Regions from separate parts of the Mus musculus genome. Here region 2 is linked to region 1. The links are chromatin contacts, called in public Hi-C maps. All regions are on one chromosome and are shown on one strand. The core of a region is the stretch at or near the end of the contact, and the rest is flanking DNA. Distances in the headings are between cores, read along the strand shown. Region 1 overlaps Card11 (caspase recruitment domain family, member 11). Region 2 overlaps Gm30866 (a long non-coding RNA gene).

The links. A called contact is a pair of places that touch in the nucleus more often than the background predicts.
Region 2: a contact with region 1 is called in a Hi-C map of uterus. The contact joins two enhancer-like sites. A contact is called at or near these places in 1 of 484 Hi-C or Micro-C datasets (uterus) and 2 of 9 other capture datasets (adipose tissue and liver).

The regions. Positions count from the first base shown.
Region 1 is chr5:140,869,090-140,875,885 of GRCm38.p6, reverse strand. Card11 (caspase recruitment domain family, member 11) reads left to right here. Exons shown (of 25, transcript NM_175362.2): 24 at 1,430-1,545; 25 at 2,357-2,887. The coding sequence ends at 2,561. Gm30804 (a long non-coding RNA gene) reads right to left here. Exons shown (of 4, transcript XR_377172.3): 3 at 6,160-6,264. Among named protein-coding and RNA genes, the nearest start is that of Gm52831, 19 kb to the right of the region's middle. Within about 2 kb of position 3,130, at least 97 of the 459 cell types and tissues checked have an H3K27ac peak or open chromatin away from gene starts, as enhancers often do. A contact at or near this core is called in uterus, where this site is marked.
Region 2 is chr5:141,133,774-141,140,024 of GRCm38.p6, reverse strand. Gm30866 (a long non-coding RNA gene) reads right to left here. Exons shown (of 5, transcript XR_868655.3): 2 at 553-1,243. Among named protein-coding and RNA genes, the nearest start is that of Gm30866, 12 kb to the right of the region's middle. Within about 2 kb of position 4,499, at least 4 of the 459 cell types and tissues checked have an H3K27ac peak or open chromatin away from gene starts, as enhancers often do. A contact at or near this core is called in uterus, where this site is marked.

The DNA.
Region 1 (6,796 bases), core at 1,881-4,380:
AAATGCAGGGAGGAAGTCCAGAAGGGCAGGTTTCCAAGCTGTGACTCCCCAAGGCCTGGGTGCCAGGTCTACAGTGTGTGCAGAGGAAACATTCATAGAGTGATGGGAATACTATATTCTCTCTCTCCCTTTTCTTCTCTGCCCCTTCCTTCCTCTCTCTCCCTCCCCTCCCCCTCTCCTCTCCTCTCTTCTTCCTCTTCTCCATCTTCCTCTACCTCCTCCTCCTCCTCTTTCTCTAGCTTTTTGAAAGGGTCTCATGTAGATAAGACTGGCTTGAAAACTACAGTCTCCTAAGTCTCACCTACTAGGTAACAAAATTACAGTCATGTACTGCCACTCTTGGATATACATATTCATACACATATATGTATACATACATATATATATACATATGCATGAATATGTGCATACACATACACACATATATACACATATACATATATACACATACACACATATATTCAAGAATATATACATATATTCTGTTTTTTGTTTGGCTGGGTTTTTTAAAAGATATTTTTGTTTGATTTTTTTGTGTCTGTGTCTGTCTGTGTGTGTGTGTGCGCGCGCACATGAGTGCAATGCCCACAGAGGTCAGAAGAGGGCATCACATCTCCTGGAGCTAGAGTGTTCCTGGTGGTTGTGAGCTGCCACATGGGTGCTGGGATCTGAACTCAGATCTTCCCCAAGAGCAGCAAGTATACTTAGCCACTGAGCCATCTCTCCAGCCTTTGCTTGGTTTTTAAATAAGCTCTCACTATGTGAACCAGGCTAACCTGGAACTAGCTATGTCGTCCAGGCTGCCCTCCAATTGCTAACTTCCTGTCTCTGCCGCCCAGGTGCTAGGATCACAGGTGTGTACCACACACCTGCCTACTTATATTGTTTCCTTCCTTCCTTCCTTCCTTCCTTCCTTCCTTCCTTCCTTCCTTCCTTTCTTCTTAATTTGTGACTCTTACTAGGTAGCCCAGGCTGACCTGAAGCTCTCAGTCTTCCAGCCTCAGTCTCTCTAGGGCTAGGGTAGCAATTGTGCATGTTTTTTCTCTTTGATGTAAGTTTGGTGGGTTTTTTTCCTTAAGTGATGCCTTCAGCCACATGGGAATGTCCTTTCCCACAACTAACAAGCTCCTGGTTAAGCAGGTAGCCCCAAGGACCCCTGAGCCAACCTCCCTTCCTGGCATTTTCTGTTCTCTTACCCATTACCAGGAATTCCATGGAAGGCTGGAGGGGGTGAGTGTCCATTGCAAGCCCCCCTTGGATTCAACCTCAATAGCCGGTGTCACTGTGCTCAGCGGGGCTGAGCAAGTAGTACTCAGGTGTGGGGCTACGACCTCACCGAGGCCAACTTTTGAAGTTCCCTAGCACAGCCTGGCACCCACAAGGACAGCTGGGTGGGCACCACTGCTGATGGTGGCTGTTATACTTGCAGAACAAACACTGCCTGCTGGAGGCTGGGATCGGCTGTGTGCGCGACCTGATCAAGTGCAAGGTGTACCCCATAGTGCTGCTCATCCGGGTGAGCGAGAAGAACATCAAACGGTTCAGGTAAGGACACCCAGTCCTCACACCTGCCACACACACACCACCCTTACTCAGCCCTTCCAAAAACTCTGGATGCTGGGACGTGTGACACTAACCCTGAGTGCAGCCGGGCAAATGCCAGTACACATATGTAAGACACATGGGGTGAATGTGGCTGGTGAGAGATGGTCTGTCAACTTCCTGTCACTGAGATACTTGGGTCGAGCCCAAGAATGTAAGAAGCCCAAATTCAAAGAGGGAAGTGGCCAGATGTGGTGGCACGAGCCTATATTCCAGACACTCAGGAGGACCACAAGTTTGAGGTTAGCCTGGTGGAATAGTATCCAACCCTGAAAAGGGAGAGTATTCTAACACCTGCCAGGATAGGGGTGGCTCTCAAGGATAGGATGCTGTAAAAAATCAACCAGGAAGACAGGCAACATAGGGTTCCACTTACGGGAAATCCCTTAAGTATCAGACTCATAGAGACAGGAAGCAGTGATAGGAGCCAAGATGAAACACAGGGGGAGAGAGTGGAGTTTGTGTTTAATGGGGACAGAGTTTCCATTTGGGACGATGTCCTGATTCTGGAATGAAAGGTTCTCACCATGTAGCCCAGGCTAGCTTTGAATTCACATATTAGTGAGTACACTCACGGCTATAATCCCAGCACTAGGGAGGTGAAGGCAGCAGGTCCCCGTCATGTGTGGTCCTTGACCCCCACAGGCAACTGTACAACCCAGGCTTCTAGCTCACACTGTGAGCATCGAGCCCTGCAGCCTCCCCATGTCTTCCCCTGCCTGCTGTCTCTCCCTGCCCACCTCTCCACCCCCAGGAAGCTGCTGCCGCGGCCAGAGACGGAAGAGGAATTCCTGCGAGTGTGCAGGCTCAAAGAGAAGGAGCTGGAGGCGCTGCCCTGCCTCTACGCCACCGTGGAAGCTGAGATGTGGAGCAGCGTGGAGGAGCTGCTGCGAGTCCTCAAAGACAAGATTGTAGAGGAGCAGCGCAAGACCATCTGGGTGGACGAGGACCAGCTGTGAGCTTGTCTGGGTCTGACCTACACACAGACACACCGGGGTCCTGAGCCCCTAGCAACAAAGTTACCAGACACCAGACGCCTGGTGGAAGGTCAGGCTCTGCTGGCGTGAACAGAGATGAGCAACCCCAGAGCCTGGGGCCCAAGGCCAGCAACCAGAGCAGCAGTTGAATGTAAACTCACGGGACAGGGACGGGTAAACTGCCTGCAGGCCTCCAGCAGCCACAGTGGCTGCCAGCCCAAGAAGAAGCACGAAACATGCGTCCCAGGCTGGGGAGACAGGACTCCTCCTATGCCGTTCTTTTTCTTGCATTAAAATTCCTCCAGTTCTCCTTTGCAGAGGTTCTTATCCCACAGTCTCACTAGCAGGTGTTTCCATCAAGCACAGTCAAGGTGGGAATGGGCTAAGCTTTCCCACGCAAACGTATGCTCTGAAGGGAGGTGAAATGAGACCCTTTCGACCCTTACCAGATGCTAACTGTAGAGTTTCTCCGCTGGAGGTGGGGCCTCGGGAGCCACGCCTACCCCTGCAAGCCCTGTAAAGAGTGTTTACTGGTTTGATCCTGTACAGAAAACCACAGCCTCTGGGCTGGTGAGCGCAACGCCCTGCCTGTACGGAGGACAGCATTTCACCGCTCTCCCTGCTATCCTCAGACTTTTGCAATCTCTCCACACACACTCTTGGTGGGGGGGGGAGGGGGTTGAGACAGATGCTCCATCTACAGCTGAGCCCTCTTGGCCACTTACCCTGAGCACTCTGACCAGCTACCAGCCTCTGCAGAGAACTCTGCCCCAAGGCACAGTGGGGCCTCTCCGACCCGGGTTGAAAACGTAAGGCTTCTGTGGCTACATTATGACAAATATCACAGGTTGAATCTTCATGGCTTTGTCACCTTATCAAGGCACCAATTGTCCCATCTTTGTTCTCATTAAAACAACACACACACAACAAAAAAACAAAAACAGAAAACAGCATAGTGCAGCCTGTAGCAGTTTCGTCATTTTAAAAAGATACCAAAAGTGCAACATAGGAAGCTGAGAGTGGGTAGCCGGGGGACCCGGAGGCCACTGCTTCTCTCCTTTCTGCCTCATGGCCCATCCCTAGTCTGCCAAGGACCCAGGCACCTTTCAAATCAACACTCCTAGCAGCCAACAAGCATGGCATCTCCCCCCCACCCCCCAACAGACCATAGAAACAAGTTAACTGCTCTGGGGCTGCCAAGGTCCAGCTGCAGCCATTTAAGTCGCGATAAAGCGCCTGGTGAGGAGCGGAGGGGCTGCAGGGCCAACGCTCCACCTCTATAATGCCTGAAGTGATGGTAAATTTCCTTCAAGCAGAGGCCGTCTCACTTCCACTTAGAAGTCTCGCCAAGGGGACAGACGTGACCAGAAAGGAGCCTCGGATAGAAAGTCTACTGATTTATTTCTATTTATTTATTTAAGTTCGGAAGCCTCGGGCTGGCTGGCCTGAAAAGCCAAACGGACTTGCATAGAGTTTGGGGGGAGGGATGCAGCGTGAAGATCTGGGAAGGAATGAGTGTCTAAGATGCTCCCCCCAGGGATGGCCAAGCTCTAGTCTGCAAGACTGAGAGGCAGGCCCAGAGCCGCAAGGGTGGACGGCAGAGAAAGATGGAAGGAGGTTCCCCCTAACACCCCACTCTCTCTACACTGATCTTAAGTCAACACAGCCTCAAGTTCTCAGGCTCCTGGACCTCGTCCTCCCCAGAGGACTACCACAGGCTTGCCAGCCCTCCCCAACAGAGGGCTCTCACCCAGGGCCTCTCTGGAAGGAACGCTCCCATGTGGGCAGAACCCAAAGCTGCACAGGAAAGGGCGTGTGGGGAGGCAGGAGAAAAAAGGGGTGTTTTCTGTGTTGTTTGGACATGAAAGTCATGAGTGAGGATGGAGGTGCTGGTGCCCCGCCTCAACCCCGGGGCTGCTTTGAAGCCACTGGGTGCCTAGTTCAAAATCATATTGAAAGTTTCCACGCTAGCTGGGTGGCTGGAAGTGACCCTCCCCCACCCCCACCCCTGTGGGAATTTGTTTTTGTAACAATGTGTCAAGTTCAGGTTCCATTCTGAGCTTCTCCCCTGCCTGTCTGATGGGCGGTGATGGGAGGAGGGAGAGGTGGGGGTGGGGGTGGGCAGACTGGAAAAATTGCATTCACCTATAGGTTTACATCTGAAGGAGGAGGAAGGAGAGGAGGGAGAGGAGGAGGGAAGATAAGAGAAAGGAGAAATGACAAAACGGAGTGGCAGAATACATGCTGCCTAGTGAGCCCCAAGGATCCCTGGGATGGAGAGCCCAAGATACCATCCCTGGTTTGTTGATGTGGATTCTGGGGATTGAACTCAGGTCCCCAAGCTTGTCATGCAAGTACTTTACCAAGTGAGCCACCTACCAACCCAATTTTGAGTAATGAATCTCTGGGAATCGGAGCCATGAAAGCCAGTCAAAATGTGTGTGTGTGTGTGTGTGTGTGTGTGTGTGTGTGTGTGTGTGTGTGTGAGTGATGGCGCGTGCTTGGAGACAAGAGGACGGATTGCAAAAGTCTCTCTTCTCTCTTTCCACCATGTAGTTCTCAGGGACCAAAATCATGTCTGTCAGGCTTGATGGCCAGCGACTTTGTCTGCTAGATCATCTCACTGAGACTTTATTCTCAGGGCCTCACTGCTGACCCTGCCTGTGGCTCCACTATTCGCACTGCAGGGGAGACTCCTCCTGAATCTCTACCCGTCCTCCCTGCAAACACAGGAGCATGTATCAAGTGGCCAAATTCTACAAGGCCAGGGTGCAGGGTCAGTGCACCCAAGATCAGACCAACATGCCTAACCCACTCAGAGAAAAAGGCCAACGTCTGGTGTTTGCAAACCTTCCAAGCAACACTCTAGGACCTGTTGCTGGCAACCTGAGACTTGCAGCTAGACTAAAACTAAAGAGTCAGGGCCAGGATCCTTTCTGCTATCTTACAAAGGGACCCTGGCCCTGGGCATGTTTGGCAACCTACACAGTTAGTGCTACAGATCCCACAACCAAAACTGGAGCCCAGGGGGTTGGGGGTGTGGCTCAGTTGATATGGTTGCTTGTCTGAAATCCCAGCACTCAGGGGGTGGAGGTGGGAGGATCAGATGTTTAAAGGCACGTCCTGGACTTTATGAGACCCTCTCTAATAAGTGAGTTAAGTAAAAATCGTAAACAGACCTTGAAGAACTGGGTGTGTGGCTCAGTGGATAGAATGTTTGCTTTACATACATGAGTCACTAAGTTTGATCTCCAACACCACACACACACATCTGGAGCCTTGGATACGTAGCCCAGAACTCACCTCTGAAAAAGCTCACACCATCCTGTCCCTAGAGACCCTGGCTTCTCCAAATGAGCAAATGCACAGGCCATGCATTTTCCATGGATCGGGATGAAGGGCGCTGCGGTGTGAACAGCTGGGTAGCCCTGGTTCTCTAATGCCAGACCCCTTGGCTGCATTTGTCCCTCCCTGGATTGAGGAAGACACCCAAAAGGAGGGAACACCAGCTCTCCTGAGGCCAAAGTCAGTCCCAACCGTGTACCCAGCCCAACAGAGGTACTGGAGCCACCTCACGTACCTGGCATTGAAGTTTTCAGAACTTGGTTCTGCTGCGTTTGGAGCTGAGCTTAATGAGCTGTGTCCCTCAAGGGAGGTGCTTTGTGAAATCCGCCCTGGGCAGCTCCTGCTGGTGCAGACGGAAAGCAGAGCCATAAACTAGGGAGGAGGCATACCCAGTGCCCACAGACCTGGAGATGGGAGCTGACTTGGGGGCCAGGTGTCGGGAAAACCCTCAGGTGGCTGATGGAGGAAACACTTGTTCGATTCCTGTGTCTGTCAGTCTGGTCTCAGTCCTTCATACTTGACTGAAACTACCATCCATGTGGCATTTTTCAAGGTCTCTCTTTTCTTTTGCTTTCTTTTTGGTGGGGAGAGAGACAGAGACAGAGACAGAGACAGAGACAGAGACAGAGACAGAGACAGAGACAGAGACAGAGACAGAGACAGAGACAGGGAGCGAGCACATAGGAGCAAGTGATCAAGCTAGGAAGGCTTCTAGCACCCTCTAGTGGTGGGAATGGCATCACTGTGCCCTCTGTGTATCTAGTTATATATATGTGCTTATTTAGGTATGTGTACATATGAGGCTGTTAAGTGTTTACATGCATGTTCCAGCACATGCATGTGTATGCACATGTGAGTATATGAACATGCGG
Region 2 (6,251 bases), core at 3,250-5,749, 260 kb before region 1:
TACCATCTACTCTGCTTTTTTTTGAGACAAGGCATGGAGCTTGGCCAATTAGGCTAGCCTAGCTGGGCAGCAATCTCAGAGGCCCACACAAACCTTTTTCCCCAGCGGTGAGATCACAAGCCAGAGCCACATGCCCTGCCATTATGTGGACATGCATGCAGGCGCTCTGAGGATTGAACTCCTGTCCTCCCGCAAGGCAAGCACGCTACTGCTACTGACTTAGCCCCCTCCTCCCTCCCCTCCCACTCTTTATTTGGCATCCATCCAACTAAGTTCAAGCTCCCCAGCCCATCCTTTCATCCACTCTGCCATTTTCCCCTTTCACTCAGACATTTTAACCTGCAAGAGCTTCGACCTCCATGATACAGTGAGAACTCTCGCTAACAGCAGATTTTCTATAAAATCCCAAGCAGCTTATCCCACCTTCCTAAGTCGGAGAACAAAAAACCCTCAGGCCCTCTGCAAAGCCCCTGCGTTCCTGCTGCTAAATGAGCACCACATGCCACCTGCACGCAGAATGCCTTTGATGTCTGCTCCTCTATTTTTATTTACCTTTCTTTCCATCTGCAGTAATTGAGAAATAAAGGTCCCAAGCACAGGAACTGCATGGGAACAAAAGCCATCCCTGCGCACCAGTCACTCGGCGAGAGCGAAGCGCAGCGTTCTCTCAGTGTTTGGGGAGCAGCAGGGCAGGGCGGACCACAGGACTGCCTGTCTCTTTCCTCGGATGCTAGGAAAATTAATTACACAAACATGACTTCCACTGGAGGCTGACAGTCACATGCGTACACAGATATGTCTTGTGCTGCAGTCAAACATGGCTTTATTTAGAATGTGTTATTTATATCTTGGGTGATTTCACTCGTAAGAAACTGAGGAAGAGAATGAGGAGATGGCGGGGAGAGAGATGTTGCTCATCTTTCCTTCGTTTTTTTCTTTCTCCAACAAAAGGGAAAGGGAGGCCGATGCCATGGCAAAGAGCTTGGCTGTCTCCCCAGGCTATGGTAGAATCGAGATGCACTGGAGAACAGTCAGGGGTGTTCTTGGGGCAGGCAGGAAGCCAAGGGCAAAGCCAAGGTTAGAGGCATGGCTGGTTTCCTGCAGCGAGTCAGGTCTTCATTTGACCTTCTTTCTGAGGTTGGGGGTGGATCTGCGGTCAGCATGGAAAGGAGTGAAGAGCCTCAGAATCAGCCTGCTCCCTCCCGACAGGTCCTGTCCGCCTCCATGCATGCCACTGGGGAGGCTGCAATAATCAACATAATGCGGAAATATCACCAAGGGTTTTGGTTCATGCCAGGCACTTTCCAACCCGATCTCGCTTTACCTTTAACATAGCTGTAAAGTACACCTGGGATTGTCTGCATTTTTATGGAAAGGGAAACTGAGGCTCAGAGAGGTTAACATTTGCTCAAAGTGGCCCAGCTGGGCTTGATAAAGCTGGGTTCTGAGCTATTTTCAGATTGACTTAACTTACCCTGTTAATATTATTTTTCCTTCCTTCTCTCATTCCTTCTTTTCCTTCTTTCCTTCTTTCACAAATAATCTCACGTAGCCCACATGTTCTACCACTGAGCCACACTCCCAGCCCCTCACTGGGGGATTCTAGGCAGGGGCTCTACCACTGAGCCACACCTCCAGCCCCTCACTGGGGGATTCTAGGAAGGGGCTCTACCACACTGCCATGCCCCAGGCCTCCTTTCACTTTTGAATTTTGAGAGACTGTCTCAGTAGTAGCCCAGGCTGGCCTTGAACTTACTCTGTCTATCTTACTCTGTATTGTAGATTGCCCTCAGAATACTCTTCTTCCTGCATCGGGGGGTCATAGTAGCTGGGATTACAGTCTGGTGGCATCATACCTGGCTTTATTTTGTGTATTTTAAATTAATACTTATTTAGTCGTTGTTTTATATGTGGCTTTTATCCCCCATACACATGTTTTTTTAGACATGGTCTTTCAATGTGGCCCAGGCTGGCCTCAAACTTGCCATCCTTCCGGATTGGGCCCTGGAATGCTGAGATTACAGCTCTGTGCCACCTGGCCAGCAACCTTATTTATTTACATGAGTGCATTCATCCTCACAAGTGCCCTGCTAGGCAGATAGCCCAAGCCCCAGTTTTGGGGGAGGAAGCCAGAGCCTACATTGGAAGCTGCCACACAGCAAAGGCTGTGCAGCTATTCAGAGCATTGTGGTGGGGGAAGGCGGGGCTAACATAACTGGAGAGCAAGCAGTGCTCAAGGCTCAGCCATAGCATACCTCTACTATCAGAATCAGAGATGACAGAGAGTGAAGGGACACGCCTGTGATCCAGGCTGACAGGGACCCACTCCACAGGAACCAGGAAGAATAAAGGAAAGGAAGGAAGAAGGAAAAAGAAAGAATTGTAAATGATGTCAGTTTCAGGCATGCTCCCAGAGACTGCACACAATAGGGCTCCATTGCTGGTAACTTTTCACACTGGCCCTGATCCATTTTGGAGTGAACTATGAAAGCACAGTGCCACCCAATCCCAGACCCTTCCAGGCAGGAGGCTTCCTTGTAGAGAGTGGAGATCTAATGGACACTCATTGATGGGTTATTGCTTGTGTTGTTGTCGTTCATTTGTCTGCTAACTTTCTTTGTTTTGGGTTATTTGGGAGCGGGGAGGTTGTATGTTCTATTTAAGTTAGGCAGTCTCCAACTCACTATGTAGCCAAGGCTGCCCTTAAATTCTCGGTCTTCCTGCCTCTATCTCCACGTGCAGGGATGTGTGTCACCACACTTGGCTTAATCTTATTTTAATGCAAGTACCTCTAAAAACTACCCTGAGTCTGGAAACCTGTTCAGCCAGACTGCCCCATTTCTTACACAATAGCTATCTTAATGAAATCTCAAGCTCATTTACTTCTAGAGTTTCTTAAGGGGACCTGTGCTCCCAATGTTGATGTTGAGATTGTTGGTGGCTTAGGGGTGACCCAGGGGTCCGTGGCCCTTCCTATAAATATTCTTTGAAACAGACACACCTAATTTGCCTTCTTCAAAGCAAATGACTCTGCGTGTACATGTGTGTCAGCATGCATATGTGTGTGCGTGTGCACATGTGTGAAGCTGGAGGTCACTGTAGGTGTCACTCCTAAGGAGCCATCCACCTAATTTGGCCTTCTTTCACTGAGACCTGCTGCTCATCAATTAGGTTAGGTTGACTGACCTGAGAGTCCCGGGGATCCTCCTGTGTCTGTTTGTTCCCGGCATTTGAATCACAGACATTGCAAAAATGTTTGTTTTTTTGTTTTTGTTTTTTTGTTTTTTGTTGTTTTTTGTTTTTGTTTTTTTTTTGTATAGGTTGTGGGGATCAGACTCCGATCATCATGTTTGTATGAGAAACATTTTATTTAGTGAGCCACCCACACAGCCCTAGCCAACACGTCATCTGAAAATGGACCATTTGGAAGTCCGTGCAAGGGCAGCTCCAGCTGCTTTCTTTCTGAAGCAGTCTCTCCACCTAGGTCCTGTCTCCTCCTTCACCTGTCACACAGAGAGAAACCATCAGCTGTGGGTGACAAGACATGCCACTCTGCTGCTGAGAGGAGAGAGGGTAACATCCCAGATCCTGGCCCAGCCCAGACTCCCCGGGCTGAAATTCCACCTCTGCAACCTCAGCCTGTGTATCAGCTTCTCTGGGTGTCATATTTCCTCCTCTGCAAAATGGAACAAGCCACTCCGTTCTGTGGGCTTCTGTTGCATGCATCTGACTGATGAAACTACCTGTGTGTCTTTGATCCAAACAGTGCTCAGGACAGAGTCACACCTGGGGAGTTTGTGGTGGGTGTGATATGAAGAATAATCCAGAGAACAATAACTACTATGTTACGGTAAAGTGGAAATATATGTGGATTCTCTTATGCAGGAAACTCAGCTCCCCGTTTCCTTGTTACAGGTGGATTCCCCTAGTGGAAGCACTTTTAGGATTTCAACAATACCTTGCATGTAAGGCCAGAGTCTGGCATAGGACAGGCACTGCCTGGGGGTTAGGAGTATGGCAGGTTAAGGAAGAGCAGATGCTGTGTGTGTGTGTGTGTGTGTGTGTGTGTCTGGGTAGCCTTGTCTGTCTAGGGAAATATTTGTCAACCTTCCTAATGCAGGGACCCTTCAAGTCAGTTCTTCATGTTGTGGTGACCGCCCCCCCCCCAACCATAAAATTATTTCTGTTGCTACTTCATAACCGTAATTTTGCTACTGCTATGAATTGTAACATAAATATCCGTGTTTTCCAATGGTTTTAAGTGACCCCTATGAAAGGGCTGCTCAACCCCAAAGGGCGTTGCGACCCACAGGCTGAGAACCTCCAATATAGGGACAAGGTCACATAGACCTTCCAAACTTCTATTGTTTACTTCACAAGCAATGAGGGCAGCTGCTTGTCTCCATGGATGAAGAGGAACCAAACACTCATTAATTCCTCCATGGAGGGAGCCAGGACAGCCGGCTCCTTACAGATCTCCCCTCACCTGGACTGGCTGCCCTCAGGCAAAGATGCCTCCTGTACCCACCTCCCTCTGCACTGGTCCGACTGACTCTCCTCCCCAGCTCTCTCTAGCTTTGTTTATTTGTCCCATAAAAGAAAATGCTTTTTTGCCTAACCTTGAGGCACTTGGAGGGTTTCCCATTCGTAACAAGTAGTTTCCTTGGTGTTACAGGAGGTCACAGTCACAGAGCCTGGGCCCCCCAGCCCTGCTAACAGCCTAAGCTCGGCCACCCGTCCTGTCCTTGTCCTTGGTAGGCCAAATAAATACACAAAACAACAATGAAAAGCAAGCGAGGAAAGGAGTTTTGCTGGATGAGGACAAACTGTGAAGGGGAACCAAGTGACATCCCCTTTCCCCAAGTTCTGACAGGAAGCTTGAGCTTAAATATCAAAGCAGACAGCACTTTGCCCCACTCCCAACCCCCACCATTGTTTAGCACCAGTCTCTCCTGCAAGGTGGTCTGAGGATTTGTCAGAATTGTGAGAAATCTCTTCCTAGGAGGTAAATTTCTCTGCTGCCTTGTTCCAGGCCTTTTTTTTTTCTCCCAGGATGAGATTCTTAAAGGGAAGAAGGCATTCCGGATCTTTCCGGATCTTTGAGTGCATCAGTTCAGTAACTGAGGTTGAGGGGAGGGGCACAGCAAGTTTTTAGAATACCCTCATTCCTGCCAGGATAGAACACTACTTGCAAGCCCTTCTTCCCACCCCTCCCCATTCAAGACCCAGCCTCCCCCACAGCCAATGCTCCCTCAAAATTAAGTTTTTGCTTGCAAGATCTATGATTTTGACCCTTCCATGGTGTCTCCCAAGAGGTATGGTTCTTGGGTATGGGAAGCGTTTCTGGGATTTCTCAGTTCATAAGACACAGAGCCTCAACTTTCAACTAGACTCAAGAAAAGAGGTTTCCTAGAGAAGGTGTGCCAAAGGTGGACTCCAAGAGGTGAGTGATGACTCTTTCTCTACAAGCTGTCTCCCCTCCGCCTCTCCTGTGTCTCCTCCATTTTTCTGCCCCCCTCACCCTCCCATTTGCCTTTGAGTCTGGAGAGAAGGCACTGAGTGCCTAGGTTTTTGTGTCACTTTACAGTGCATTGTAGACACACACAGATAATTATAGGCTAATTATTGTATGCGAAGAGAGAGGTCCAGGTGAGATTGGAGATGTGCCAGCCCTTATCTGGTGTGTGCGAGGGGGGCTAGGGGGACTGACTCCAAAGGAGTAGAAAGAGGCAAGAAGCACCTTTGCAGAAGTGTGAGAGATCTCTTCCTAGGAGACAAATTTGGGCTTCCTGTCTCCCCAGCACTGGGATTCAAGGCAAGTGTGCACTGTCACACCTAGCTGTCTAAACTGGGCTCTGGGGATCAGTTCCAGGCCTCAAGCTTGTAAGGCAAGCACTGGGTTATCACATCGACCCCTAGTACAAGGAATCTGATTGGCTGCCCAGAGCCCAGCCCTCACCTCTGTGGTCTAATTCGAGGCCACCATGGTAAGAAACACCAGTGCAGCCATGGATAACCTCTCTGCAAACGAAGTCCACGAGGGTGATTTCCAGAACACTTCCTCCTTGCTAGAATTTGCACATGAATTTGAAATGCCTTCCATAGGCTCATATGTTGAGTGCTTGGTCCCTGATGCTAATGCCAACTTGGAGGGGTCTAGAAACATGATGAGATAAGAGTCTAGGGAAATAAGCTACTGGAGTAGATAGATCCTTGGATTCTCTGTCTGTCTTTCTCTGTCTCTGTCTCTC